Regions from separate parts of the Sus scrofa genome. Here regions 2 and 3 are each linked to region 1. Evidence: chromatin contacts called from public Hi-C data. All regions are on one chromosome and are shown on one strand. The core of a region is the stretch at or near the end of the contact, and the rest is flanking DNA. Distances in the headings are between cores, read along the strand shown. Region 1 holds the start of DHRS1 (dehydrogenase/reductase SDR family member 1). Region 2 holds the start of CARMIL3 (capping protein, Arp2/3 and myosin-I linker protein 3). Region 3 holds the start of PSME2 (proteasome activator subunit 2).

Region 1 (4,973 bases), core at 1,239-3,738:
CAAGAACTATCCTCTATACAGCTGGCCAATAGGGACATGAAAAAATGCTCAACATCACTGATTATTAGAGAAATGCAAATCAAAACTACCCTGAGATACCACCTCACACCAGTCAGAATGGCCATCATTAACAAGTCCACAAATAACAAATGCTGGAGAGGGTGTGGAGAAAAGGGAACCCTCCTGAACTGTTGGTGGGAATATAAACTGGTACAACCACTATGGAGAAGAGTATGGAGGTACCTTAGAAAACTATACACAGAACTACCATACGACCCAGCAATCCCACTCTTGGGCATATATCCAGACAAAACTTTCCTTAAAAAAGACACATACACCCGCATGTTCATTGCAGCATTATTCACAATAGCCAAGACATGGAAACAACCCAAATGTCCATTGACAGACCATTGGATTAGGAAGATGTGGTGTATATATACACAATGGAATACTGATCAGCCATTAAAAAGAACAAAATAATGCCATTTGTAGCAACATGGATGGAACTAGAGACTCTCATCCTGAGTGAAATAAGTCAAAAAGAGAAAGACAAATACCATATGATATCACTTATATCGGGAATCTAATATATGGCACAAATGAACCTTTCCACAGAAAAGAAAATCATGGACTTGGAGAATAGACTTGGGGTTGCCAAGGGGGAGGGGGAGGGAGTGGAATGGATTGGGAGCTTGGGGTTAACAGATGCAGACTATTGCCTTTGGAATGGGTTAGCCATGAGATCCTGCTGTGTAGCACTGGGAACTATGTCTGGTCACTTACGATGGAGCATGATAATGTGAGAAAAAAGAATGTATACATGTAGGTGTAACTGGGTCACCATGCTGTACAGTAGAAAATCAACAGAACACTGTAAACCAGCTATAATGGAAAAAAATAATAATCATTATATTTAAAAGAACTATCCTCACATTTTCCAGATCTGTGCACTGGGTCCCACTGTCAGACCTTCCTGCCTAACTTCTCACCCACATTTCCAGAACATTCTGTGCACACATATCACTTTCCATAATCACATCAATTACTTTTATCTTATCACTTACTGCATTAATATTACATTGAAATGATCCGTTTCTGCCTTGGACTTCCTGTTGGACTCTTTCTTTTTTTGGCCATGCCTGAGACATGGAAGTTCCAGGGCCAGGGGCTGAACCCATGCCACAACTGTAACCAGAGCCATAACAGTGACAATGCTAAATCCTTAACCCACTGAGTCACTAGAGAACTCTTGGACTCTTTTAAGAGCAGAAGTTATGTCTTACTAATCTTGTTAATTCCAGTGCTTCACCCAGTGCCTAGCAAATCAAAATCATCCCAATGTTGAAATGAAATCCAGTAGAAAAGTCAAGCAAAAATATACGATTCAATAAAGTCTTGACTAAATTAGAGAAAAGGCATAGGTCCACAACTTTTAGCTGCAATTTCAAAATCCCTGAAACACTCAACAGAAAGTTTTTTTCATAAAATTCACTCAGTGGCAAAATGTGACCTGAAGCTAGGGCGTTTATTTATCCCACGTTCGGTACATATTCATGCTTTGTTGAGGAATATCATGGTTTCAGGTAAGGAATTAGAGGGAAGTTAATGGGAAGAGCTCCCTCAGGTGGTTTCTGCCCCTGGGGTCCCAGAGGACGCACTCACCTCCTGGGCAGTGACCTGCAGCGTGTCAAGATGGCGGCCAGTGATGTAAACTGTGGCACCTGCTTCGCAGAGCTGTAAAGCGATGCCACGGCCAATACCCCTGGAAGCACCTGTCACCACGCACACTTGGCCCTGCATGGGTGCTACCATGACTCACAAGAGAAGGGGTTAAATCTGTGGAAGCAAAGACCTGCTCTGAGGAAAAGACTGTGTATGTCGGGGGCGGCCTCTGACAAAGGTAAGAGGGAGAGCCAAGGTTGAGATCCTTTGAAGGGAGAGAAGTTTCAGAGGGGGCCAACTAGTGCAGGCTCCCGGACAAGGCTGGCTGTCCTTTCTGGGAAGCCAAGGAGTTTAGAAGGGGACTGTGTGAGGCTGTCCAGGCCGGCCACCTACTGGGACTATGAGTGGGGCTGACTGGGTGGGAGACTGTGGCAGGACAGTTCTGGCGCGTCCACGCAGAGTCCTGTACTATCTAGAGCTCTGGCCACTGGTCCGGAGGCAGTGGAGTGGGCGGGGGGCCCAGGGACCGTAAGCCTTAAGTGGAGGGGGCTCGTGCCTCTTACCTGCCACCTGTGCTGCCTCTGGACTCGTCACACCGTCTCGCTCGTTCTCGGAGGACTTTAATTCCGTTTTCAGGGGCGGGACAAGGCGACGTCAACCGGGTCAGAATACGACGCTGGGGTGGAAGTCCGCGCTCTGGCCGGGTTTCCGCCGTGGACGCGGAGGGAAGCACGACTTCAGATGTGCGAGGGGACCCCACAAACAGGGGCGGGGCGATCCCGTGGCCCAGCCACGCCCACCCCGGAAGGGGCCGTCGCGCGGCTCTGACGTGTAACGCTGCGCCCTGAGCGTGCCGGCGTGTCTAAACTCTACCCTGCCCCAGCCCTCACCTGCTGCGTGAGTGTTCCTTGGCCGCTAAGGAAGGTTTTGCTGGCGGAGCGGGCACGGAGCAGCCATGGGGCTGGGCCCGCGCTCCTGCCACCCGGCGGGGCGAGGGTTCCCAGCTGGCGGCAAACGAGGACGCGGAGCCAAGGGTTCGGGGCGCCCCGCATCAAGCCGCCAGCAACCTTGCCCGCCTCCGGAGGGGCGCTCGGAGCCAGCTACAGATGCCCACCCTCACCTGAGCTCCGAAGCTCTAGGATATTTCCGTCGGGCGCTCTCCGCGCTGAAAGAGGCCCCCGAGGCAGGAGAAGAACGAGGTAGGAAGCAACTTCGGGGTGAGATCAAGGAAGGGGCTCGTTGGGCATAAAATTCAGGACAGGCAAGGACATTTTCGTGGGTCCCCGGGGTGTAGGGACTTAGTTTCTATCTCCTGTATCCCCTTTCTTACTCCCCGCCCCTTGGATAGGTGATGGAACATAACCTTATTCTCCTTTCGGTCTCTTCGATATATTTCTTTTTTTTGTTTTTCCAGAGCTGATGGTGCACAATGTTTTGAAAGAAGTGGAGGCTCAGGCCCTGGCCCTGGCTACAAACAGGACTGGTAGTGAGATGCTGCAGGAACTCTTAGGGTTCAGTCCCCTGAAACCGCTGTGTCGAGTATGGGCTGTTCTGCGCCCCAACTTGCGCTTTGTGGCCTGCCATCGATGTGGGGTCCATGTACTGCAAAGTGCTTTGCTGCAGCTGCCTCGATTGCTAGGGAGCCCTGCAGAGGAGGAGGAGGAGGAGGAAGAGGAGGAGAATGGGAAGGATGATTCTTTGGAGACCGTGGAGGAGTTGGTCCTGGGACTAGCTGCTGAGGTGTGTGATGATTTTCTTTTCTACTGTGGAGACACACATGGCAGCTTCGTGGTCAGAACTTTGCTGCAGGTATTGGGAGGCACTCTTCTGGATTCTGAGAGAGCCAGGCATCGAGGTTCCCAGTCACCTGGTAAGTATTACAGGAGAGGGATGTGGACCTAGAGGGAAGGAGAGTTTGGAAGTTCAGAAGTAGAGAATAAGCAGAATATTTCTTCATGACCTTGAGGAATTATCAGAGAAATTAGGACAGGGATAGCAGGTGAAAGATTAGTGTGCATAGAGGCCCAGAGGTAAGATGCATAGGTGTGTTTAGGGGACAGAGCTGTTAGAAGAATGGGAGGAAGTGGAAGAGGTGATTCATTCAAACATTGGATTTCCTTTTTTTTTTTTTTTTAAACCAAAATTCACAGTAAGAAAAAAAATTTTTTAAATATAACTCAACATTCTTGTGCGTTTATATGCACATATTGGATTCAAGCAAAAGTTCAGGAAACCATGCCCTTACTACATGCAACCCACTTTGGTATTTTCTTTCTTTTCTTATTTAATTCTTTTGTGTTCCATTAAAAATGCTTGTTGTGGGAGTTCTCACTGTGGTTAAGTATCCAGCGTTGTATGCAGTGGCTTGGGTCTCTGCTGAGGCTTGGGTTTGATCCCTTACCAGCATGCAGTGGGTTAAGGATCCAGCCTTACTGCATCTGAGGCATAGGTTGCAGTAGCTCAGATTCAGTCCCTGACTGGAGAACTTTCTTTTTTTTGTCTTTTTTTTTGCTATTTCTTGGGCCGCTCCCGCGGCATATGGAGGTTCCCAGGCTAGGGGTTGAATCGGAGCTGTAGCCACCGGCCTACGCCAGAGCCACAGCAACACGAGATCCAAGCCGCGTCTGCAACCTATACCACAGCTCACGGCAACGCCGGATCGTTAACCCACTGAGCAAGGGCAGGGACCGAACCCGCAACCTCATGGTTCCTAGTCGGATTCGTTAACCACTGCGCCACGACGGGAACTCCTGGAGAACTTTCATATGTGAAAGGTTCAGCCAAAAAAAAAAAAAAAAGTAATAATAACAATAATCCTTGTGGAGACCCACTTAATTGATTTCATGATATACTCATAGGCAATGATTTACATTTTGGAAAACACTGAGAAATAAGGTGAGTTTAGGTGAGGCCTAATTTTGGAACCCCTTGAATTCCTGGCTGAAAAGTTTGAACTATCTCCTATGGACCATGGGGGGCTGGTTTAAGTTTCTTAGAAAAATTAAAATGGAAATGTAGTCTCAGTTTAGTCACCCAGATGAAAAGACGTTGAGTTGAGGCGTACGTGTTCTGTATCTCCAAGCCGAATGCTAGTTCACCTGTGGCATTCGTCTCTTTCCTGGATGGCTGTTTGTGATCTCATCACTGCGCACATTCTTGATCTTCCTTCAGAGGCCCAAAGGGCCCCATCTCGGGAATGTAAGCCAACTGATTTCGAGGTCCCTGAAACCTTCTTGAATTGCCTTCAGGACCTGAGCTCCTGCTTTGTGAAGGACATTGCTGGTAAGGAGGGAAATAGGGGGAAGATCTAG
Region 2 (4,973 bases), core at 1,614-4,113, 250 kb before region 1:
TTTAGGGCCACACCCTCAGCATATGGAAGTTCCTAGGCTAGGGGTCCAATCAGAGCCTACACCACAGCCAGATCCAAGCCGCATCTCACGGCAACACCAGATCCCAACCCACCGAGCGAGGCCAGGGATCGAACCCACATCCTCATGGATCCTAGTCGGGTTTGTTTACCACTGAGCCACAAAGGGAATTCCAAGAGTCGTCATTTCCCAAGTTCAGACTGATGATCGTACAATCCACATAAAAGGAATTGAAGAGCTTTCCTACGTCCCCAAACTCCCAAACTCCCGTTGCCTAAGAAAACTAGCCTCTTCCCCAAAGGATTAGCTGAATTTTGGGCACCTTTCTCTGGCTCCCTGACTCTCTCCAGCTTCTGGCTTCTGAGAACTCTCTTGTCTTTAGCTCCTCTACCTTGTCCCCTCAAGGACACATACCAGCAATGCCTACTTGAGGAGGGAGACCCCCTCAAGTGCCCCCAAAGCCGTTCTGCTGTGAGGCAGGAGCTCCAAGGCCTGGTTCACAACTCATTATTGTCATGCTCCAGCCGCAGTGAATGATCTGGCCCCAGGCTCCTCAGTCTTGGATGCAAATTCAAATCAGCTGAGGTGCCTGTAAAAACACAAATACTCAAGCCCCACTCCCAGAGATTCTTTTTTTAACTGGCCTAAGGTAGGACCTAGGCATCTTTAAGGGGCAAGGGCAGGTGGAGAGGGAGAAGGTAAACCTCCCAGATGACTACATTGTGCAGTCAGAGTGGAAACCCACTAGTCCAGGCCTTTTAGGTTTGAGGTACCCATTCTACCCACCTCTAGAGCATTCTATGGTAGTTAGAGTGTTCCCTAACTATGTAATCACTGATACAAACACTGAGAATTAGCGCAATCTCTCAAAATGACTTTAAGTGACAGAAACAGGTTCCTGAAAAAGTTGTCTGTGAATTGAAGCTGTACAAATGGAGTCATTTTTAAACAAATCATTTACTGTCTCACAGACTCCTTGGCACTTGAATAGTATGCACACATGTGAAACAAATTCTTTGAAGAATGAAATAGCTGCTCATCGGTTTATCTATGTAACTTTAGATTTTGGTGTCCTGAGTTCAGTAAAAAACAGTGTCTCAGGGTTCCCACTGTGGCTCAGCAGTAATGAAACCAACCATGAGGATGCAGGTTTGATCCCTGGTCTCACTCAGTGGGTCAAGAATCTGGCATTGCCATGAGCTGTGGTGTAGGTCACAGCCACAGCTCGGATCCTGCATTGCTGTGGCTGTGGCATAGGCCAGCAGCTATAGCTCTGATTCGACCCCTAGCCAGGAGACCTTCCATATGCTGCAGGTGCAGCCCTAAAAAGCAAAAAATAAAAAAGAACAAAAAAACAAAGTGTCTCTATTTTACATGAATGTAATGTGTGGTGGCTTTTGCAAAGTACAGTGTTAATGCTTATAGTTACCTTTTCTTCATGGTAACCCTATTTGATGGACAGTACACTGGTCCTGAAAAATCATCTGATGCTTTTTGATTAAGCAGATTTCTTTCCCTGTTTGATTTTTACTCCCTTTCTGTTTCTTCTCCTCCCCAGGTTAGGCAATCCAGAGGACTGTGCGGGCATCGTGTCTTTCCTATGCTCTGAAGATGCCAGCTACATCACTGGGGAGACAGTGGTAGTGGGTGGAGGGACCGCATCCCGCCTCTGAGGACCTGGAGAGCATCCACCAGGGCAGAGATTGGGCTCCAGCTCCTGTTCCAGCATTCATCAACTGGTTTCCCACCTCTGCCTAGCATTCTGCTCACAATACACCATAACCCCTACCCACCCCCCCCAAATCAGTTCTGCCCTGTGAAAAGAGCCAGCGTCCTTGTCCTCTGCTGTCAAGCTGTGGTCTAATGAGGATTTTCCCTGTTGCTGTAGCCTTCAATAAAGACCTCCCCTGAGAGCACAAGGTAGACCTGCTCAGAGGGCTGAGTCTACCTTAGCAAAGATCAACTAATTTTTTTTTTTTTTTTTTTTTTTTCTGGGCATCAGGGTAATTTGAGGGATATGGGAGAAGGAAACCTGGATTGGAGGGAACAGGGTTAGAAATCAACGACGTGCAAATCTAGTGCAAAGAAAATGCAAATGATCACAGTGGTTTGAATCAATGTTCATTTTTCAGCGTAGGGTGCATAGGTGTGTTAGCCAAGCAGAGAGCCTAAATTTGAGTGGACGGGATGCCCTTAAGGTTCTCCTGGATCCCAAGTCTGCATCCCCTTAGCCTTCCTCCCTGTCTCCAGGACCTGAGCGTAAGGCTCCGGGATGGGGATGGAGGTGTTTGCAGAGCTGCCAGCAGGGAGGAGGTGGCGCGGGAATTCCCAGGTGCTACTCTCGGCCGCACACCCGCGGGGACGGTGCCAAGGACGCCGCAGGGATCCCCAAGGCTGGGCAAGCGGGAAAAGAAGGATAAACTGCTCTAGATCCGGCCAGGTCCTCTCCCAACATTGCCCTCAGCCGCGAGTTCCTTCCTTCGCGGTTCAGCAAGGACAACCTGGACGGGTCCCGAGCAAGAAATGAAAAGGGAGGAGCCTTGCAAGAATGACCCGGCAAGGGGTACACAGAGCTACAAACAAAAGAAATGGGTTCTGCTCACAGTGCCCGAGGAGTGGGGTGACACGAAAAGTGGGGACCCTGCCCCCCGCCTGGGAGATGACCCGGGCTCCAGGAGACAAGCACAGGGCGTCGCACGCGGGGGCCGGCGGGAGGGGTGGGCGCGAGCGCGCGCGGGGTCTCACGCGGCTCCGAGGCGCGGCGCGCATGCTCAGTCTGGCACCTCTCCGGGAGGGGCGGGAGACCCGGCGCTCCGAGGCGGGGGGAGGAGCGCTCGCGCAGCCGCCCCTGACAGGAGCGGGCTCCGCGGCTGCTGCAGCGCTCAGCGCCGGGGCCCTGCCGGAGCCGGGTCTAGCATGTGCCGCGGCTCCCCGGCGGCGGCAGCGGCGGCAGCGGCTCCTCTGCAGCAACACCGGCAGCAACGGCCGCCATGGCCAAGTCCAGCGCGGAGCTCACCCGCGAGCTGCAAGGTACGAGGCTGCGGTGGTCTCCGGGACGCCCCGTCCGGGAGCCTCCCAGACCCAGTGCGTTCCTCTCCGCGGTACACCCCGGTGCCTCCCGCCCCTCATGCATCCCCATTCCAAGGCACCCCCCTGCCCCTGCATCCCAGCTCGGGGTATCGCTGTCCCCAGAGCATCCTCCGCTGGCCCCCTCTTCTCACCCTGTCAGGACCTTCCTGTCCCAGAGCCTCCCGTCCCGATCTTCAGTGACAGATGCAGTCCCTTTACGCTCCCTGGGGCTGACTCTCAGCAATCCTGGCCCAACCCTCGGCGAAGCATCCAGTCTCTCCTCCAGAGAGTCCCCGTTTCCCCGCCGGGCGGGGCCAGGCCCGCCCCGCCGGGTGATGGGAGCTGCCCCAGGTCCTGACCGCCTCTGGGCTCAACACCCTTCCTCCTCTGGGCCCCGCCCCGGAACTGGCTCCGGAGAGCCCCATGGCAGCCCGTCTCTGCACCCCGGCCAGTGGGGCAAAGAAGGGAGTCAGGAAAGAGGGCCCGAATTGGAGCAAAAACCAAGAGGAGGGTCTCTGCAGCTCTCCTACCACGGCCCCGGTCCCAGCCTGCCCTCTTCTCTCTACCCCCCTCACCCAACACCTCAAGGCCTCTCCTGCCTTGCAGCAGTTCTTAGACTTGGTCCAAACCAAGGGCCGATCCCCTAGCTCTGCCACAACCCTGACCCCCAGAGGCGGGAGCACAGGCTAGCCCACGCAGAGACCAGGACGCTCAAGGATACTCAGAGGCATGCTCTGCACCGTTTCAATTTCCCACACCTCCACACACACACAAGCACAATCTTGAGATGTGTGTACACACATCTTTGCAGAAACAGCACACACACACACATGCACATACATACTGGGATATCTGGATGGTTTCGCCAGCAGATGGGTTTGGGACTCATTTAAACACTCCTTCCTACCTCCCTACCCCCTACTCAGAACTGGCTGGCTCTATGCCCCTTTCACAACTGCAAGCACAGCATACTCATTCACACTTAGCCATGCCCACCAATACCACACACGGGCTCCCTGGCATCTTCTTTACATGCATAGTAAAAGGCAGACACTCACACCCAGACCACCTAAAATATAGTCAAAGGGACACCCCCACACTCCCCACACTGACTCACTGTGGATGTGTCCACAGCTGCTGGACTACACGGGTCAGAAAAATCCTTCACATTCTCTCACAGTGTCACTCAGCTACTGTCCCCCCTCGGTTTTCTCCACACCCTCCAGCCTCTCTAATAAAAAAGAAAAGTCACCCAAGAAGGAAAGGTCTCAGTCCCGGTCCTTCTTTGCCTCTCTCTGATTCTCTCCCCTCCCCTCCCACCTGACCCCTGGAGCGCCTTGGGTAAGTGGGGGTTGCCAGGGTAAGGAGAGCTCTGAGCAGCCCACCTCACCCCCGCCTGCAGACAGCATCCGAAGATGCCTGAGCCAAGGGGCTGTGCTCCAACAACACCGTGTGAAGCTGGAGACGAAGCCCAAGAAGTTCGAGGACCGAGTGCTGGTGAGGGCACTGGGCTGGGGGAGGGGAGGTGGTATCAAGGGCACCCGGGCTGAGAAGGGCAAGGAGGCTGGGCGGCAGAGGAGACAGAGGTGGAAGAGAGCTGAAAAGACCTAGCGTGGGGCATGGGGAGGCTGGACTCCGTGGATGTCCAGGAGCCTAGGGTGGGGCATGATGGGGAGGAGCTTCCAGAGCAGAGGGTCACTGCCAACAGGGGTGCACATGGGCTGAAGGGGGCAGTGTGACTAGGGCCCAGGAAGCTCCTATGAGCTGCTGATGTTTCCTCTCTCTGAAGGCCCTGACCTCCTGGCGCCTCCACATCTTCCCCCTTAAAGTCCCAGCCAAGGTGAGTTGGGCTGACGAGCAGGAGAGCAGCTGGCATGCACCTCTCC
Region 3 (4,973 bases), core at 1,222-3,721, 160 kb before region 1:
TGGCCCTCCAGCTGCCCTCACTTGGAAATGGTGGTCTGGAAGGCTTCTACTTTGGTCTTGACTGCATTTACCCTCTCCAGCACCTTTTCCTGTGGTGACAAAAGAGATGGGAGGCAAAGAAAACACTTCATCTTGTCCCTTTTTCACTCACTGTCTACCTCCTCCTCGCAGTTCATATCTAGTCTCTATCCCTTACTCCCCAAGACTCTTCCTGCTCTCAGCATCCTCACAGACCCTTTCTCACCTGGACTGCCACCCCAAAGTCATTTCCATCCTCAATTTTGGGGATCAGGTGCTGGATCCATGTGATCACCTACAATAAGAGCTATCATGTAAGAATCATTCAACAAAATTCTGTTCTTAGTACGGTTACTTCCTAAAAATAGCTACATTTAACTGAGTACTTATTATTTGACAGGCACTGTGCTATGTATTATATATCTCATTTAATCTTCACGGCAACCTTTCAGGCTTGTACCCATTTAAACAGATGAAAATGCTGAGTCACAGAATGTCTAAGTGACTTACTTAAGGTAACCAATTAGGTAAGTGATAGAGTCAGGATTCGAATGAAGGCAGTCTCCCTCTAGGGTCCAAGCTCTTAAACCAACTCACTGTATCAGAGCACCTGCACTGTGTACCTGCTACAGCAGTAGGTTCTGAGGTTATGGAGGGGGATGCAACACAGTTTGATTTAGAGGGTACCACTGTAATATCAGAGGTCTAGCAGAACAAGGAGAGCAAAAGTTATCTAAACACAAGGCACAGAAGGAAGCTCCCTATTTTGAGAATAGGTTCCTAAAGGAAGGACTTGGAACTCTGAAGGAGATCAAGGCATGGCCTTGCTTGTCTTCTCTTTCTATGTCCCCCAGTTTCCCAAGCTTACCAGAATGCATTTTTCTTTGAGAGTCCAGACTTCTGGCTTAACCAGGCCAAGCAAGGCCAGGATCTTCTCGTTCCCAGGGAGAAAGCCACACTTAGGGACTGTGAGAAAGAGGAGATTTAGATCCCTTCACATCCAGCAATCAGTGTGCCATTTCTCTTTCCCTAACCTCCCCCCTTCCCCTCTTACCTTCTTTCTTCTCCTGCTTATCTGTTTCCATCTAAGGAGAAAAGGGGGGAAGAAACTTTAGAAAAGTCATGGAGGTTGGCAGACCATTATGTACAGTGGATTTATAGCCCAAGCCCTATGCCCTAAGTGCCTCACCTCATCATCCTTGGGTGGGGGGTCTGGGATGGGGATGTCCAGCGGGGCCCGGAGAGAAGTGAGGTCGGTCACGTTGAGGGAGTCCTCCTGCACAGAGCTCACTGTCAGGGACTGCCCAGCCTCTTCCCGTCCTCCTGAGTCACAGCCTTCCCCCACACACATCGTACCCACCCTCCTCCTCCCAACCTAGGCTGAGGCTTGGCACTATCCTAATGTTCCCAGTCCACTACTCGCAACTCTTCTCTGCAGTTGGAGCCCAGCTGTTAGCTAGAGAGAGTGGATGGAGAGGAGAGGGGCCATGGGTTGGGACAGAAGAGGTTCACTCTACTCACTTGCAAGAGCTGACTCAGGTATATGATTTTCTGAGGCAAAAATCTGTAGAGGAATTCCTCAGCCTGCGGGTTATGTTTCAAGGGTAAGAATCACAGAAGACACTCAGTGAGAAGTCTGAGGAGTGGGACTGGAAGGGCCCTTGGAAATCTTTGAATCCAATACTTACAAATGAGGAAACTGAATCCCTGAAAAGTGAAGGGAGCAAGCTGGGAAGTGGTAGAACCAAGGTTAGAACTGTGGTATTCCCGCTTTGGGGCTACAGCTTTTCCCTTCACACCGAAAGATGGGAGAGGAAGTGGCATAAGTGGGGAAGGTATTAAGAGGGGTCAAAGTAAAAGAAGAGATTAGTAACTAGGAGCTTATCTTGGGTGAAGGTTGATAAGGGAAGTAGGGCCTGGGTCGAGGGTGGGTTTAGGGGTCTGGGAAGTTGCAATGCTCAGGAATTGGTCTGAGATTCTGCGTCAAATCACTTGAATCCAGAAGACTTACCTCCTGGAAAAGATTTTGCCTGAAGACATCCACCTGCAGAGAGAGCAGTACCCGGATGTTGGTTAAGGGTCTCACTTGCCCACAGTAAGACCCCACCCCCAACAGGATGCCCTCCAACTTGGCTCAGGCCTTTCCCACTACAAGCCACATTTCCCTGGAAGCCCCTGCCCAAGGTAGAGACTGCTCAGAGGGCAGGAATCTGGGACTCTCGGGACAGAAGTGAAAGCACTTAGGGAGGTTGGGGGATTTCTCTGGCACGGCCTTGGTCCCCTGGAGCACCCAGTTTGGCTTCCATTCGGGAGGGCTTTTGGACCCTTCCTGGCCTCCCGGTTCCCCATACCTGTTTGCGGGCTTCCCCGCTCAGGCGCACCCCACAAGGCTTGGCCATGCTGCTCCAGTTGCTGCTAGATCTCCGGTCTCCCCGCTCGCAGCCTGGGCTTTCGCTTTCACTCCCCACGTCCAGGCCCGCCCCCCTCAACCCCGCCCCCTTCCTTCTTTTCCCCCTCCCCCTGGAAGGCAGCAAACTGTTGGGAGCCCCTCTGCCATTCTCGGCCTGTGCGACTAGGAGAGGCGGTGCTGACTTGGTCACAAGCCCAGGGGCTGTCCAGGGGAGGGGCTAGGACAAGTTGGACCGCGGAGACTGAACAGGGGCTGTCCCTTGGAGAAGGGGCGGGGCTTATGGGGGGGAAGAACATCAAGGGGATGTCCAGGTTTGGGGTGAGAGGGTGGAAGAGTGGGAAAGGGGGTGTTTAGTGGTGGGGCTCCCCTAGGAAGGCTCGACTGAGGGGAGGGGCCTGAGAGAGATCAGAGTCGGGTAGGAGAAGTAGTAGGCGGGAGAAGGGATAGCAGGATATGGAAGGGAACAGGCGGGTCTTCCTCCCGGAGGACGCCCTGTCTTCAAGACCGACTGGAAAAGGGACTTGTGTAGGGTTCAGGCTGGCAGAGTTGAGTTCCTGAGTGGGATTTCCCCTGTGGGGTTCGGGTAGAGAGAAGGGCTTTGAGGGAAATAAAATAACACCGAACCTGGGGCTATACACAGGGGTTGGCACCGGACTGGACCAAGGTAGGGAAGAGCGCTAGAACAAGGTTTAAAGCCTAGAAGCTCTGAGGGAGGAGCCAGTGACTATTTACCATTCTCATTGGCTGAGGCTTGTTGGCCACGCCCCGGTCTCCTGGGCCCCGCCCCTCCTTAAGTTTAAACCCCTCCCCTTCCCCTGAAACTGGGTCGCAATCCCGCCCTCTTCCCTAGTACTTCCTGTTCCCGCTAATCCTGGCGTGGGGCCCGAGGCCCAAGAGTGACCGTGGCCTGAGTGACTTAGGGTTCCCGTGCCGACCGTGTCGCTCCGCGAAGCCAGACCCCAGGTGCTCGGGGCGGCTCTCGGGCCGCGCCCAACCTGCTCTGGGTTCCGGCGGGCAGCGGACTGGGGCAGACTCCTGTCTTAGGATGCCTAGGGAGGAGGAGGAGCGAGCCTTCCTGGAGGCCCGCGAGGAGCTGGCGAACGCCCTGAGGAGGGATTCCGGGCAGGCGTTTTCGGTGGAGCAGCTTCGGCCACTACTGGTCACCTCTCTGCCGCCAGCAGCCCGCTACTTGCAGCTGAACGCTGCACGCCTGGTCCGCTGCAACGCTCATGGGGAGGTGAGGCCCAGCCCCGCCTAGGAGGGGGACAGGGGAGCAGAGGTCCGGTCGGGGCTCACAGCTCTCTGCTCTCTGACTGCTCTCAGCCCCGAAACTACCTCAGCACCCTCTCCACGGCCCTGAACATCCTGGAGAAATATGGCCGCAACCTTCTCAGTCCTCAGCGGCCCCGGTACTGGCGCGGGGTCAAGTTTAATAACCCTGTCTTTCGCAGTACGGTGGATGCTGTGCAGGTGAAGCCTCTGGGCCCCTTATGGGGGAAGGGGACTTAACCTGGGCTGGGGGTTGGCTAGAAAGGCCCTGAGGCTGTGCTGAATGGGGAGAGGTCCAGCCCTATTGGGAAGGGGGCCTGCTGGCCCTGACTAGTTTGAATGTGTGGCAGGGGGGCCGGGATGTTCTGCGATTATATGGCTACACAGAGGAGCAGCCAGATGGATTAAGCTTCCCTGAGGGGCAGGAGGAACCAGATGAGCACCAAGTTGCCACAGTCACACTGGAAGTACTGCTGCTCCGGACAGAGCTCAGTCTTCTGTTACAGGTGAGGTATCTTTAGTCCCGAGTACTTAAATTAAGCACCAGGGCTGGTGAGCCCAGCCTAACAACAAAGATAGTCTGGGGACCCCCATGCTGCTGAACCATGGGCATAGTCCCCATAGTGACTTGGGAACTCCTTGTACTTTTCACCTTGTAAATGTTGGGGGGTCAAGGCTTTGAGGGAGGGCCTTGCTCTGGGGCTGTAGGTGGAAACTCTTCTTATCTCGTCTGCAGAATACTCATCCAAAACCTCAAGCACTGGAGCAGCTGCTGAAAGACAAGGTTGAAGATGATGTAAGGAAGGCAGGAATGGGGCCCTGGGTGAACAAAGGGGACCTCCTGTGGGCCTGTATCCCCAAGCCCTTGCTCATTCCCTGCCATTTTTCCTCAGATATTGCAGCTCTCAGAGTTTGCCCCCTTACTGAGACAGATTGCTCCTGGCCCCCTCACCACACCCTCTGCCCCAGGTATTACTGTCCTCAACTGGGGGGAGGGAGTGCTAGTAGATCATACTGATGGAAGTTTCCTCTATTTTCTTGGTTCTCTATCTTCTTCCTTTCTTTTTAGAAAGAGATTATAGTTTCCTTGGGTTGAAAAGATATGCTGAAAAGTAGTCTGTGATTTGTCCCCCCGTAGAGTCAGGTGTAACCTGGTCTTTTTCAGAAGGGTGTTCCATTCCCTTTTTTTTCTTTTTTTTTCTTTCTTTCTTTTTTTTTTTTTTTAAATGGCTGCACCTGCAACCTATGGACATCCCCAGGCCAGGGATTGAATCTG

Evidence for each region. A called contact is a pair of places that touch in the nucleus more often than the background predicts.
Region 2: a contact with region 1 is called in a Hi-C map of embryonic fibroblasts, with 2.0 times the contacts expected there. The contact joins the promoter of CARMIL3 here to the promoter of DHRS1 in region 1. A contact is called at or near these places in 6 of 47 Hi-C or Micro-C datasets (embryonic fibroblasts, heart right ventricle, liver and 2 more).
Region 3: a contact with region 1 is called in a Hi-C map of heart right ventricle, with 2.2 times the contacts expected there. The contact joins the promoter of PSME2 here to the promoter of DHRS1 in region 1. A contact is called at or near these places in 1 of 5 promoter capture datasets (liver), 1 of 47 Hi-C or Micro-C datasets (heart right ventricle) and 1 of 2 datasets of contacts at active chromatin or transcription factors (alveolar macrophages).

What each region holds. Positions count from the first base shown.
Region 1 is chr7:74,989,635-74,994,607 of Sscrofa11.1, reverse strand. DHRS1 (dehydrogenase/reductase SDR family member 1) reads right to left here and starts at 2,488. Exons shown (of 9, transcript XM_003128543.4): 1 at 2,226-2,488; 2 at 1,663-1,836. The coding sequence starts at 1,812. NOP9 (nucleolar protein 9) reads left to right here and starts at 2,500. Exons shown (of 10, transcript XM_001927718.4): 1 at 2,500-2,861; 2 at 3,077-3,532; 3 at 4,834-4,944. The coding sequence starts at 2,618.
Region 2 is chr7:75,239,133-75,244,105 of Sscrofa11.1, reverse strand. CARMIL3 (capping protein, Arp2/3 and myosin-I linker protein 3) reads left to right here and starts at 2,863. Exons shown (of 41, transcript XM_021099222.1): 1 at 2,863-3,048; 2 at 4,490-4,584; 3 at 4,877-4,927. The coding sequence starts at 3,009. It overlaps DHRS4 (dehydrogenase/reductase (SDR family) member 4), which reads left to right. Exons shown (of 8, transcript NM_214019.2): 8 at 1,577-1,985. The coding sequence ends at 1,691. LOC106504467 (a long non-coding RNA gene) reads right to left here and starts at 4,465. Exons shown (of 2, transcript XR_001297957.2): 1 at 3,240-4,465; 2 at 2,127-3,041.
Region 3 is chr7:75,152,093-75,157,065 of Sscrofa11.1, reverse strand. It overlaps PSME2 (proteasome activator subunit 2), which reads right to left and starts at 2,471. Exons shown (of 11, transcript NM_214279.1): 1 at 2,370-2,471; 2 at 2,030-2,062; 3 at 1,540-1,602; 4 at 1,208-1,294; 5 at 1,073-1,103; 6 at 887-984; 7 at 245-313; 8 at 22-89. The coding sequence starts at 2,417.